3 separate regions of the Mus musculus genome follow, and regions 1 and 2 are each linked to region 3. A link is a contact called in public Hi-C data. All regions are on one chromosome and are shown on one strand. The core of a region is the stretch at or near the end of the contact, and the rest is flanking DNA. Distances in the headings are between cores, read along the strand shown. Region 1 has its middle 54 kb from the start of Gm12022. Region 2 has its middle 270 kb from the start of Etaa1. Region 3 has its middle 12 kb from the start of Gm31505.

Region 1 (4,409 bases), core at 1,537-4,036, 430 kb before region 3:
TAGTGAGATCTTTTTTAATGAATTAATTGTAATTTCAGGTTTTTTTTTTCCTGATAATTTAGTTCTTTTGTAAACTTGACAACAGGTTCATGAAACAACCAAGACAAGAGTCAAGGTCCATCTTACATGTGGTTTACTGGCAGATTAAGCAGCCTTGCACGCCAAACTGGTCTATGATGGGGAAAAAATGGTTTTGCATTGAGGAGTATTTTAAAAAGTTTGGAAAACTACATCATTTGTGGTAGTGACCAAAAAGGAACTGAGAGTCATTTTTCTGGATTGGATGTCAGATCACTTCAGGATGGAACATTTTGCAGAAGTGTTCTAAGTCCCAGGATCAGGGACTAGGATGGTATCACTGACACTATCTGGGTAAAACAAGCATGATAAAGTTCAAGGCTCATCCCTAAGAAAGCAGCTAAGAAGATTTCCTCTCTTAGTTATCAGAGAATCCAAAATAAGTGATGGTCTTAAGTTAACAAGCTAATATTTCATCCATGGATAGCAGACTGTTAAAGGCTAAATATTCCAGTGAATGGAAGAGGCACATACGCCGCTATTTGCCCGACACAACTTTGCTGTCATGGCCTATTAGAACCAGTTTACATGAGCATGTCGAATTTGATGAATATGTATGTGACCCTTTTCAGAGTCATCACTCATTGGGCTATGGCCCCCATGGCAGGAAAAACAGCACCTCTCATTAAACACAGCATGAGTTACAGGCATGTTATGTTAATATTTCTTCAGAACTTTAGGGGGTTTTCATCTTGTTATAATAAATCGTATGAGGAGAATAATTTAAAAGTATAATTGATTTAACAACACCCCATTTCCTGTATTTTCCCCTTAACTATTTTAGGTAGTCTGTGGGTTCTAGAAAGTGTTTTTCTCAGGAAGTTGTAGGACATGCTTATGAAGTGAGCTGTATATCATTCATTTGGGGCCCCTGAGGTGGGCCCCCTCCTCATTGGGAAGTTTAGAAAGTCTAAACAGAAGATCTGCATGCATGGAATATTATAAGCCATGAAAGTCAAGGCTCCCTTAAACCTCTGGAACACAAATCATTTACTAACTCACAGTTCTTCCCAGTTAGTGGAGTGCCTTGTAGATATTAAACTAATGATCACAGCTATGATAATTATTACTATTGCTACTGAAGTCATAAAATTAATGTGATTTTTGTGCCAAGGGCCTTTCTGTAGATTCATTTTAAATGTCATAGAAGGTGTAGAAACAATAATTCCAAATATTATGAAAAAATGCTGAAAAGGCCTAAGAGAGTCCTTTACTCATATTCACAAGGTCCCCTGAGTCCTCCGATCTAACTCCTGTTAAGATTTCAAATATTTGTTTTTATCCACCCTCAGACTGCTTTATGTGAACTTCCTTGCTGTCTGATCAAGCTTGTATTTATTTGGAAAATCTGAAAGGTCTAACTCAGTGTCTGCCATATAAATTATAATACAACCTCAAAATTGAACCCAATGTTAATGACACTTTTAACCCAAAACACTGAGAAGTGTTTTCTCCGAGTCTACTGATGTACTGGTGCCTCATCGATTTGGCCATCATTGGGAGATAGGACATTTAGAAGAGAAGCTTTGGCTGAGGCAGTCAATGCCACTTATGAAGAGGTTTGTGTTCCTGTCAGGACTTTCTGCAGAGCCACCACAGTACAAAGCATGGAATTAGGAAGTCTGTGTTCTAATCCTGAGCCTTCCTCTGGATGTGGGGCCATAAAAAACATTCATTTTAGCTTTTACTTTTCTCACTTACAATTTATTCCAAGCTCCTGAAGGTCTGCATCTGTCTCCTCAAACAATGTCACTTTACTTTCAATCAATTGGTCTGGCTCCCTGCTGCTGTCCTTTCTACTGTTTCTGAGGGCTGGCAAAGACCATTGTTTCCTTGAACCTCATCATGAGTCTATTCTGCCTGTGAGCAGACTTGGCATGATGGTGAAGTTCTTAGTTACAGACTTGAGACCTTTGAACATTTGTTTCCCTTTTTCAAAATCTGCATCTGTAACACTGGGATTGGGAGCTGGGTTGCACAGTGTGGTCCCAGAAATAAATACCCTTCTCTACACAGGGTTGAGGATTCCTTTTTAAATTTCTCATCGTGGTCAGAGTTCTTCAGATTGAGTTCCGCAGAATCTAAAACCCCCATTCAAGAGAGCAAAGTGCATTTGCTCAAGCAATAATAACTATCTTCCTCCTCTTCAAGTGGTCTCATTGTTTGTGTTCTAATTGGTTAAATTTGCTTCTTGTTTTTGATTATTTCAATCAACTCTATTATAAGTACTGCTATTATAGGCACTTCAATCCAAGGAGCTGAGATGCAAAGGAGATCAGAATTTTCCACAGGTACACTGTGCTAGAACAGAACTGGATTTGAACTCTGGCACTGTGGCTCAAAAATTGAGACTTTCAATCACTGTGCCATAGTATGTATTAAACTTATTATCTCCTGAGTGATAACAGCTTTAGGAGTATATGAAGCAATAGTCTATAATAGAAAACTATAAACTAACACAGAAACAGACCACAAAATACCCAGATTCCATCCCAGAAACTGTCTTCCCATTTCAGCACGTTGGTGAATGCCAGTCTTTAGTGGCACTGGGAATTTGGGTGAAGCTATCTGTGAACGAGGCCAGTCTCACTGGGGCCAAGTTCTGAAGCTCAAGGTATGACCAAAAAGCTGTCATTGGGAGTGCTTAAGTGGAACACTCTCTCCCAGAATCTACGCCATCACTCTTCCCTCACTTGAGAGGCCCCCAGCTGGCTGAGTTGCAGCCTCAATAGCCAAGGCAATCTCCAGCCCTTGCTGTAAATCTAGTACTGGAGCTGCCAACAGACGGTGTTGGAAAAAGTCTGCTCTCTTTCCTGCCAACCAAATGGCCCCATAGCATAAGCTTCCAAGTTTTCTCAGTCTCATAAAATTTGGCAGAATGAGACAGTAAGGCCATGAAATTTGCATTTATCTTGTGCACCTGACACTTCCCATCATGATGATCGAGTGCTTTTCTCATGCCGTAGCACTCTTGGCCAAGGGAGGACAGGAAAGCAGGGTAGAGGTTGGTTGGGGGGCAGGCTAATCAAAGCCAGGAAGAAGAGTAAATCTGTAGCCATGAAGGATGGAAAACAAGGTATGGGAGGAATGGAAGGCTAGGGGCTGAGGAAACACTGACACTTAAGATAAAAGAGCTTGTCGAAGCCCCTTGGCCACTGGAGCTATCAGTCTGATCCCTCTCAGAGGCTCTGTGTTGACCTCTAGAGAGTCACATACAGTATCTTCTCAGCTGCTTGAAGAAAGCCTATTTTCTTTCTTATAGCCTGTCATTGTATATACATTCAGGGTGAGGGTAAAAAAAATTGACTACAAAGTCTACAAGTTGTTGCAATTAAACAATTCTTGTATGTTGTGTTATGATTTCAACTGATGGAGAAAATGAGAATGAAAATTTTTTTTCAGTAATTTACCATATCTGTTTCTTGGTTCATCTTGCTTCATGTTTTTATATGAAGTAAAAAATCAAATCCAAAAAGGGAGCAAGAGGTCCTTTAAGCCTAGCATCTTAAAGGGTTTGGCTCTAGAGTAGAGCACCAGGCTTCTCCTCTAGGTTAACTGTTTGCAGCTGGTAAAAGCTCTGAGTATTTGTTTTAAGTCTCTGTTTCCACTCTGATAAAATAGTTTTATTTGAAGTCTTTACAGATTTATATTGAAATTCAACAAGATAATAAATGCTACATGGGAAATAAGCATTACACTGATATGAGATAGTAACCTAATTCCTTGACTTTGGAGAAATGAAGGCAATTATAACTGACCTACAGCTATGCCATGAAAATAAGAATTTAATACATCTATATTTACTAATTTTCATACAATTTTCTAAGACATGTTCTAACAGGCTTTTGTTTGAAATTATACTAATTCATGAGCACTTTAAGACCTGGGCTAGTAACCACAATCTCTTCTCAGCCTGGGCTAATAGCTATAATTTCTCATTGGGAAAGCCTGGGATAATAGCATGATCTCTTCCCAATTTTCCCAGAATGACATGTTCCTAATTGTTATTTCTTAGTTGTAGAATAAAATATATATTCATTATCATATTAATTTATGCTCTATATTTTATTTACTAAATTACTTTGTATTCTAATGTATGTTGTTTAATTTAACATTACTATATAAATTTAATAAACATATGAAAATACATGTAAGAAATATCTATACACATATATGCTTACATACATGTAAAACCTATATTTCTTGTATAAACTGCCTTTGAGTTCATGTTTCTTTGTTTGGTGCAAATAGGCTTGTCCTGTGTCCCCTCAACATTTTGACTGTAGAATAAGGACTACTGTGCAAAATGTGGAGGCCTGAAACCTGAGGAT
Region 2 (4,410 bases), core at 639-3,138, 330 kb after region 3:
TGGTCATATTGAGTTGAACCTGATAATCTGCATTGAGAAATACAGCTGATAAATCACAGTCCGAAATTAGCCAGGTGCAGAGAAAAGAAGGGTTGGGTAGGAGGAAAGATGAAGCAACGCCTTTAATGCCAGTAAGAAATATGCCATGCACCAGTACTAGAGTAAATGGTAGAGCTGGAGAGAGGTAATTGGTGGTATCACCCGTGCATTGTGGCTAAAACAGAAGGATTGTGTGGTCAGGAAAGAATCCCTCTCCAGGGACCTCCAGGCCTCATAGAACAGACAATAAAAAGTCTTTCCCGAGACATGGTGCAGATTTGTCCTTTTGCCTCAGAAGGAAAAAAGAAAAAGAAAAAAGGATGATACTACTAGCTGTAAGCAATTAAAGGTCAATTCAGAGAAGAATTAGAAAAGTGCAGTTTCTGTTTTGGAATCTCTCTCTCTCTCTTCTTTTTTCTTTTTCTTTCTTACTTTCTTTCTTTCTTGTTGTCTTTCTTTTAACAAAAACATTATATAAGTACATCCTTCTTATCTGCCAGGTTGGTTATCAGAAAAACACTTGTTGTACATTTTAATTGGGGCCTTCTGAACACATGATGCTGTGACTCGAAGTGGCTATATCAATAATGGGAGTGATTCAGAGTTCCCAGGCAGCCAGAGGACTATTTCAGGCTCTTAATCCTCCTGCCAAATAGGGTATAGGCCAAAATAGTTCTTTTGCATTTATTTCAGGGTTTTAATCTCATATGCAACTGAACCCCATTAAATGCCGTTTCCCAGGCTCAGTCCTTGCTTTCCAGGCAGTTTAGCATACATGTGCCTGACTTACCACTTCCTGTCTGGGAAGGGTATTGACTGCCCGGAACCACAAATAGCACCTCCTTTCCAAGATTCTTGCTCCAACCCAAGAGCTGTCAATCTGTTTCTGGTCTCAGCCTCAGGGGCTGCCTAGCAGGATAGGCAGGGTAGTTGGGGCAAAACTCAGCAGCTTTTTGCTCTACTGCCAAGCACAAAAGTGGGCTTTCCATGGCTGCTCCTCAGTCTCATTTCTAATCACTCACCATGGAAGGTAATGGAAAAGTGCCTGAATTACAAAGATTCTCATTTATTACCCTGGCTGCTCCCCCACAAAGCATCTCTTCTCCCCTTTGGCAAGAAGAGATCACTATTGACGCTTTTAGAAGGCCCTGGGCCCCTCTCAATTATTGGTGTAATCTCTCCCTATTCTGGAAGCAGAGTTCTTTTCTAAGTAGATTTTTTAGAAAGTTAAAAGCTAGTCTTTGCTTTATTCATTGAAATGACTTCATGGGCTAATGTATTCTCCTGTCAGTATTTTTCATCAGTTCAGCAACATCTGCAGGATATGAAAAAAAGCAGAAAGCAGATGTTTGCAAAAGGTAGTTTCACCAAGCCTCCTTACCATAATTATTGCAGCACCACATCCCCATTTTATGGCACCTCTCTTATATTCATATGCTGTTAACTTGTCCTGTAGAAATTAAAACTGGTGTATTTCAGTTCCTTCTAAACAGATTTGCCACCTTAAAAAAAATAATTGACAGATATCTTCCATTAAATCCAAATTTCCTTTATCAAATCTTCGAGGGGAAAATAGATTAAGAAGATGTAGATATTTATCTCAACCTTCACTCATTTACACTCATTTAGTTAATTAGCACTTAATTACACTGTCAAAGGGGAAAATGTTACAATGGTCAGGACAGAGTGGTCCCCACCCCTAGGGCCCATGCTTCTTTTAAAAGGCAGACCTTTGCTTAGTGCCAGCTTGCTCCTATGTGAAACATTTGTAATGATTACTTGACAAGGGGTGCAGATCTGAGATTGTGCAAGAGAGAGCCATCACTCACTAAAGCCCAGCTGTAACTCCCAAACTGGAGCAACAGTGCCCCCCAAAGCAAGTTGCCAGAAGCAGCCAGAGAACAAACCCTGAGCTGCCCAAATGACTATTTTTTTTATAAGCCAAGGAACTATTTTAAGAACTGCTGGCCGAACCCGCAGGCTCTATCACAACCAGATGAGCATTCCAACCAAGCTGGGGAGCGGTGGCTGGAAACAGAGACTGTTTCCACCTATTTTAACCCAGACGCCACAAATTCTCTAAGGAGGAATGGAGGCGGGAGTGGAGATAGAGCAACAGAGACATAGTAGAAAAGTGGACAACTTTAGAAGTTTGTCAGACTTGAAGCAACAAAATATAATCAGCTTAACGAATAAATCGTATTAACTGAAATGCAATTGAAACTCTGCTTGTCATCGGGGTTTCTCCATCTTTTAACAAATGGCAATGGTTTTTGGTCTCACAGGTTCCTTGCCAAGTAGAAGACCTCATTAAAACTGTTGGAAAATAATAGAATTCTAATTAGCTTAATTATGATGTGAAAAATTAGCAACCTAATTCACAAAAACAATATGCAATTAACCTGTTTTTCATAAGTCAAACCATTTTCCAAAACAGGAAATGAAGGATAACACCCATAATTTCATCATGAGGGCAAAAATCCTAGACACCCTGATGCAGTGGTACAGCGAGTATGTAACGAAACCAAAAGTCTCCACTCCCTCATCCTCTGCAACTCCTTCTGTGTATTGCCTACAGAGCCTTTTGGCTCCAAGAATGGAAACTGCATTAAACTGAAGGCTCACTCAAATTTTCTCTTTCAAGTTCTAAGTCCTATTTTCCATTTTCCTTTGGGTCCTGGAATAGGGTCAACCTATAAATGATGAAATATTGCATTTTTAAAAGACAATCAACTTATGATGTCATGTCAACATATTGGAGTCCTTGAACTGCTATCAGAATATTACAGAGGGAAAATAATGTGAGGTTGGAATTAAGAAATGGAAGTCAGGAAGCCTGAAATCTAAAGTTTTTACATCAAACCATGTAATCAATAACCTAATGGTGAACTCTATGAAAAGACAATATATCAAGTTTCTGAGATGTAGAAATATGAGCTGGAGAGATGGCTCAGCGGTTAGGAGCATTGACTGGTCTTTCAGAGGTTCTGAGTTCAATTCTCAGCAACCACATGGTGGCTCACAACCACCTGTAATGGGATCTGATGCCCTATTCTGGTTTGTCTGAAGACAGCTACAGTGTACGTGCATAAGCAATAGATATCTAGATAGATAGATAGATAGATGATAGATAGATAGATAGATAGATAGATAGATAGATAGATAGATCTTTTATAAAAATATGTAGGAATGTATTAAAAATATATTAAAAGCCATTTCTACTCCCACAAAATCTCTACAGTGAAAACCATACCTACCCATATATACCTAACAGAATGGCTGGAGTTAAAAACAATGGTTGTAGTGAAGTGTTTGTAAGAAGGGAAGAAATTATAACGCTTTTGTATTTTTAGGAAGAGTATATGTCAATATCATCACTTAAAAATTGTTGTGTGACATCTGTTAAATAATACTAACAAAAGAACTCCTGGTTATAAGCTCAAACTGAGTACTCATGTCTAACAAAGGCATACACAGGAATGTTTATAATACCTTTATTCATACTAGATTTATTGGACACAGTCCAAAATCTATCAAGAGTAAGACAAACTATGAAATAGTCACATTTCTTCTTAACACAAATAAATGCATGCTGTGATCACTTGTACTTTAGTTCAAAAGTAAACAAAACTAATCCACAGAGAAAGAAGGTATCATGATAGTTGTGGAAGGTTTTAGCTCAGGCAGTAGGAAAACCTCACAGGAAGCTGCATTTGAACTGAGGTTGGCTGATGACAATGACAAAACGTCTGGGAGAAAAGTTCCATGTAGAGAATATCAGACAAGTGTCAAGGACAAATCACACCTGATAGGAGAGAAGGACTTCTCAGATGTGCTGGCATTATATTGAACCCAGGTGACGTGTGTGTGTGTGTGTATGTGTATGTGTGTGTAACTTGCATACATATATGCATATGTATATATATATATATAATAGTGATAAATATCTATGAGAATACACTATGTCAAGTACTTAAAGTGTAGGAATGCTGTACAAATAGTATATTTTAAAAATCTTCCCCACTTAAAAAAATCCACAGTGAAAACCATACCCATGCACACCTAGCAGCAAGGCTGGAATTAAATGAATATTAATAGCAAGTATTTGTAAAGAGGAAAAGAAATCAGAAACCTTTTGAATTTTAGGAAGAAAATATATATGTTCATATAACTTAACGATTAAGATTTGGGTACTATATGTATCCAAAAAAATAAAAGCAAGAGCAAATGTATGTCTACCTCAAAGTTTATCTTTCATTTTTTGCCCCATTCCCTTGGCAGACTCTACTTACATTTAGTATCTTTCCCATGTAATGCCCACTGAGCACTTTGTGATCGGTCCTTATTCATTCTGCATACAGCACTTCTCTC
Region 3 (3,818 bases), core at 1,020-3,519:
TTAATAAGTGAACATAATTCTGTTCCAAAAATAAATGGAAAATAAAACACTGTGAAACCCTCGCTGTTGATTAAAGTGAACACGTACCCAATTCATGTGCACTTCTATTGTCATCACTAAAAAAATTTTCATTTTTGCTCTGGTGTGCCTGAGTGTGCTTTTCTTCAAGGTAAACATGCAGAGATGATGAAGTTAGTCCAGACTGTCTCACTCTGCCTTAGGTATCAATGACATTTCAATCTAGAAAAATGGTACTTTTGATGAGAGTGTTTACATTTATAACACTTTCAGAGAATATTACAAATAGTCAAATAAGTGGAAACAGAGCTTGCCTATTAAGAGGGCCGTGCTTTCAGTTAAATCTGAATGGTGCTTCTATTAGCTAATAGTCCCAGATGATTTCATGGTGCTGATGTAGAATATGATGAAGTGGATAAATTAGACGATGTATTTTTATCTAGCACAGCTTTGGAATTTGAACAAGGAATTCACATTTTTCAACTGTGCTGGCTATCTGCTCAGGAAGCTTGCCGAGAGAAAAAACACCTCTACCATGTCAGCCTCACAGCATCTTTTAAGTGAGCATTGTTCGGGGGTGTCTCACTACAGAGCACTAACTTTGAAAATTCAGGCTGCAGTCGTGGTTCTGATTTTTTAATTCAGTTCACAGTGATGTAAATTTGTTTTTAGCCATTCTTTATTTTGAGAAAAATATATATAATTAAAATTTCTATTTTTTTTTTCAGCCAACTTTATCAAGAGTTCATCTGGTCTGCTTAACTTGATTTGTTTTCAGGAAACACTGCCCGATTCAGTCCAAGTGTGCATGAATTAGTGAACACTTTCTTGGATTTTAGATTGCTAAAGTGCATTTCTCATTTGCTCTAGTCAAATTTATTATTGCTCTTCAGTAGCAGAGCATCCTTTGTTTCCCAACTCTATTCCTTTCAGTGAAACCTATTTCCTTTGTGGAATTGAGAAAACAAAAGGTGAGCATTCTCAAGGAAATACTGGATAGGACAGTCTAACAAAGTGCACTGTACCATATTGGCAGTGAAAAGCCTTGCTTATTTAGTAGTCGGCTAGTTTGGTGGTTAAATAATGCTCTTATTTTGGCATTTATTGTATATTTGTTCTAAATAAACATAATTTATGAATATTTTAACACATGCGTACTCAGTGGGGTGGGTTCTCACACTGATATAAATAGAATTAATGAGCAGTCAGCTGCCACATACCATGACATATGACCCGGCAGCAAGAGCTCAGAAGTGGTTCTCATGGCTTCAGAAAACTTTGCCCTTAGTTTAACTTCTTGAAACTACGTCTTATTCTCCCCTCATCGTGACAGAATCCAGGTTTTGCTAGAAGAGTCTAGTCAGATGTTGAGACAACCATTTGTCTTGCCTTCTTTAAAGCAAAACAAAAACACATGGAGGGCTTAGCTCCACTCAGCTCAACTTTGGGACTAGAGTCACAGAAAGATGAATATTTTATATATTTCTACATGAATTGTCTCTTATTCCCATTTTTGTGACAATTAACATGATTATGCCAGTTGCTACAGATCTTTACAAAGAAAAAAGAAAACTTCCAAGTGTTTCTACATTTTAAAACAGATCTGACAGCCCCTTGAGTGGGGAAAACAGGAAAACAGAGAACACATCATTTTAGCCAGTTACCTACTCTCCTTGAAAACAAAGCAACAAGCTGTTCAGCAAGCCTAAGAAGATTTTATTTTTTAAGGAATAAGCCCAGCAGTAGAAAGCCACCCCATCAAGGAGTAGGCGTGGAAATTAACACTGGGATGCAGAATCTTCAAATTAACAGGATTTAATTTGACAAAGAATTATTGTTGTGAAGATGCAAAGTAGAATTTAAGAGTCACCTTTCTTCGATTTTTTACGGCTTTATTATAGGCAAAGCAGAAAAATAAGGCGAGCATGTGCACCGTGATGCCCAGATGATCTGGCAGGACCGCAGTCTTGGCAAGAGACTCGGGCTGTGCTGTTTATGCACACAGATGGAGGGCGCAGCCTTTATTCCTCTTCTCATTCCAAAGGGGATGTTTGAGGCCCCTCTACTCCCACCCCCACATTTGCAAACACACACTCTCTCTAAACGAAAGCTGTGTCCTAAAAGGGCAAGTCCGGTATGCTTTAAGGAAGTGAGAAAAAAACAGGACACCATTCATTCTCCTGACCACCTCTTAGAGGAGGACTTCTCACTGACTGAGGAGGCTGGGGCCGGATGAGTTTCCCCAGAGTTGCTCCCCTGGGGAATCCCCTTTCCACTGCAAAGTAAATGGGCACCACCTAGTGCTCTTTCCAGGCAAAGGCTGTGAGTCTTGGTCTGGATACAAGTGGGCGCTTGGGATCGCTGGCCTTTACAAAGGTAAAATAAAAGGAGGCAGCTGTCTTCAAACCTTTTACCTTCTAAGGATGGGTCGAGAGGGAGGGGCAGTAAGGAGGAGGAGGAGAGAAGGAGACGTAAGGGGGAGGGGGAAGAATAAGAGTCTTAATGAAAGCAATGCTTCCAAATAAGGAATTTTCTTAGGGCTGGTCTTTGTTAATAGTTTCCTCTTATCTTTTTTTTTTTCAGTTCCCCCCCCCCCGCCCACCCTTGTTTATTTAAAGACAGGGCTTCACTTCCTAGCTCTGGTTGACCTGGAATTTCTTAAATAGATGAGAACTCTCAGAGATCCCCCTGCTTCTGCCTCTACCTTAGCGTGCTAGGATTAAAGGTATGCACCACCAAGCCTAGCTTCCCTGATCTTCTGCTTTTAAAATCATCCCAAATCTGAGAAATAAAGTCTTTATTTCCCCATATGCTAATTTCCCCCTCACCTTGCTCTGTTTCTCTTATGGTTAAGCAGAGAACATTTCTAAAACTCATTCACTATAAAACAAAGGAGGTTCTAGTAGCAATGTGCCCTTGGCAGCCAAAATCCATTCTAACAAGGAGTCTCTCTGGAGTTTTCCTAACACAACAAATCGCACTTATGAAAAATGATGCGTAGCACAGACTCTTTCGAAGCACAATAAGATCAAGTTAACCACTCATGCCTCTAGGAAAAAGATCTAAGAGGCTTTATCCGATTGGCAAAATGGACCTGGATATCAGCTCAAGGATTGAGGACACTTTGATAAAATTTCAAAGCAATGAAGTCCGATTATCTGAATGATTGCTTAACCCCTTTAAAATATAACTTGGGGAAGAACAAGATTTTTTTTTTTGAACTCATGGTCTGTCAGAGAATAGAAAGAGCTACTTTATACTGTTTGCTTTTTCTATAGCGTTTTGCTTAGAAATATTCTTAGCACTACTGCTTTTACAGAGTAATGATAATCATTTCTTTGTTGCTAAAAGTAGGTAATTCTTCAATAAAATAGAAATCTTACTGTACAGCAATGTGGGAAGAAATCCTGGGGAAAATACCACAGAGAATCAAAGAGACCGATGCCTACTGCTGCTCTGGAGCCAGTGACTGGGGCATTAAAAAAAAAAAAATCAGACAGAAAACAGGTTGTACAGAGGTGAATTAACATGACTAAAGCTTCTCTTGATGAAAAACCAAGAATCTATGCAGAGAAACCTGGAAGAGGGTAAAGAAAATGCAGTCCAAGTTTCCAAACACTTTCTACTGACTAGATAGAACAAAATTACTTTGACAGGTTTTCATACCTTCACTTTAACGTAAAAATTTTACAAGTCCAAAATGTTCCTATCTTTAGCCATTTTGCCGTAATTTAGGATATTAGACAAATGATTTACTTGACATGTTTTTGAAATTACAGAAGAAGAAAATTCGAGAAAAG

The links. Hi-C and Micro-C count contacts between places; a contact is called where the count stands out from the background.
Region 1: a contact with region 3 is called in a Hi-C map of cerebellum, with 1.8 times the contacts expected there. The contact joins two enhancer-like sites. A contact is called at or near these places in 6 of 484 Hi-C or Micro-C datasets (cerebellar granule neurons, cerebellum, embryonic fibroblasts and 1 more).
Region 2: a Hi-C map of the N1E-115 cell line shows a contact between it and region 3, with 3 times the contacts expected there. The contact joins two enhancer-like sites. A contact is called at or near these places in 10 of 484 Hi-C or Micro-C datasets (the CH12 cell line, the N1E-115 cell line, adipose-derived mesenchymal stem cells and 5 more).

The regions. Positions count from the first base shown.
Region 1 is chr11:18,436,853-18,441,261 of GRCm38.p6, reverse strand. No RefSeq gene overlaps it. Among named protein-coding and RNA genes, the nearest start is that of Gm12022, 54 kb to the left of the region's middle. Within about 2 kb of position 2,786, at least 13 of the 459 cell types and tissues checked have an H3K27ac peak or open chromatin away from gene starts, as enhancers often do. A contact at or near this core is called in cerebellum, where this site is marked.
Region 2 is chr11:17,683,414-17,687,823 of GRCm38.p6, reverse strand. No RefSeq gene overlaps it. Among named protein-coding and RNA genes, the nearest start is that of Etaa1, 270 kb to the left of the region's middle. Within about 2 kb of position 1,888, at least 55 of the 459 cell types and tissues checked have an H3K27ac peak or open chromatin away from gene starts, as enhancers often do. A contact at or near this core is called in the CH12 cell line, the N1E-115 cell line and uterus, where this site is marked.
Region 3 is chr11:18,009,737-18,013,554 of GRCm38.p6, reverse strand. No RefSeq gene overlaps it. Among named protein-coding and RNA genes, the nearest start is that of Gm31505, 12 kb to the right of the region's middle. Within about 2 kb of position 2,269, at least 35 of the 459 cell types and tissues checked have an H3K27ac peak or open chromatin away from gene starts, as enhancers often do. A contact at or near this core is called in the CH12 cell line, the N1E-115 cell line, cerebellum and 1 more, where this site is marked.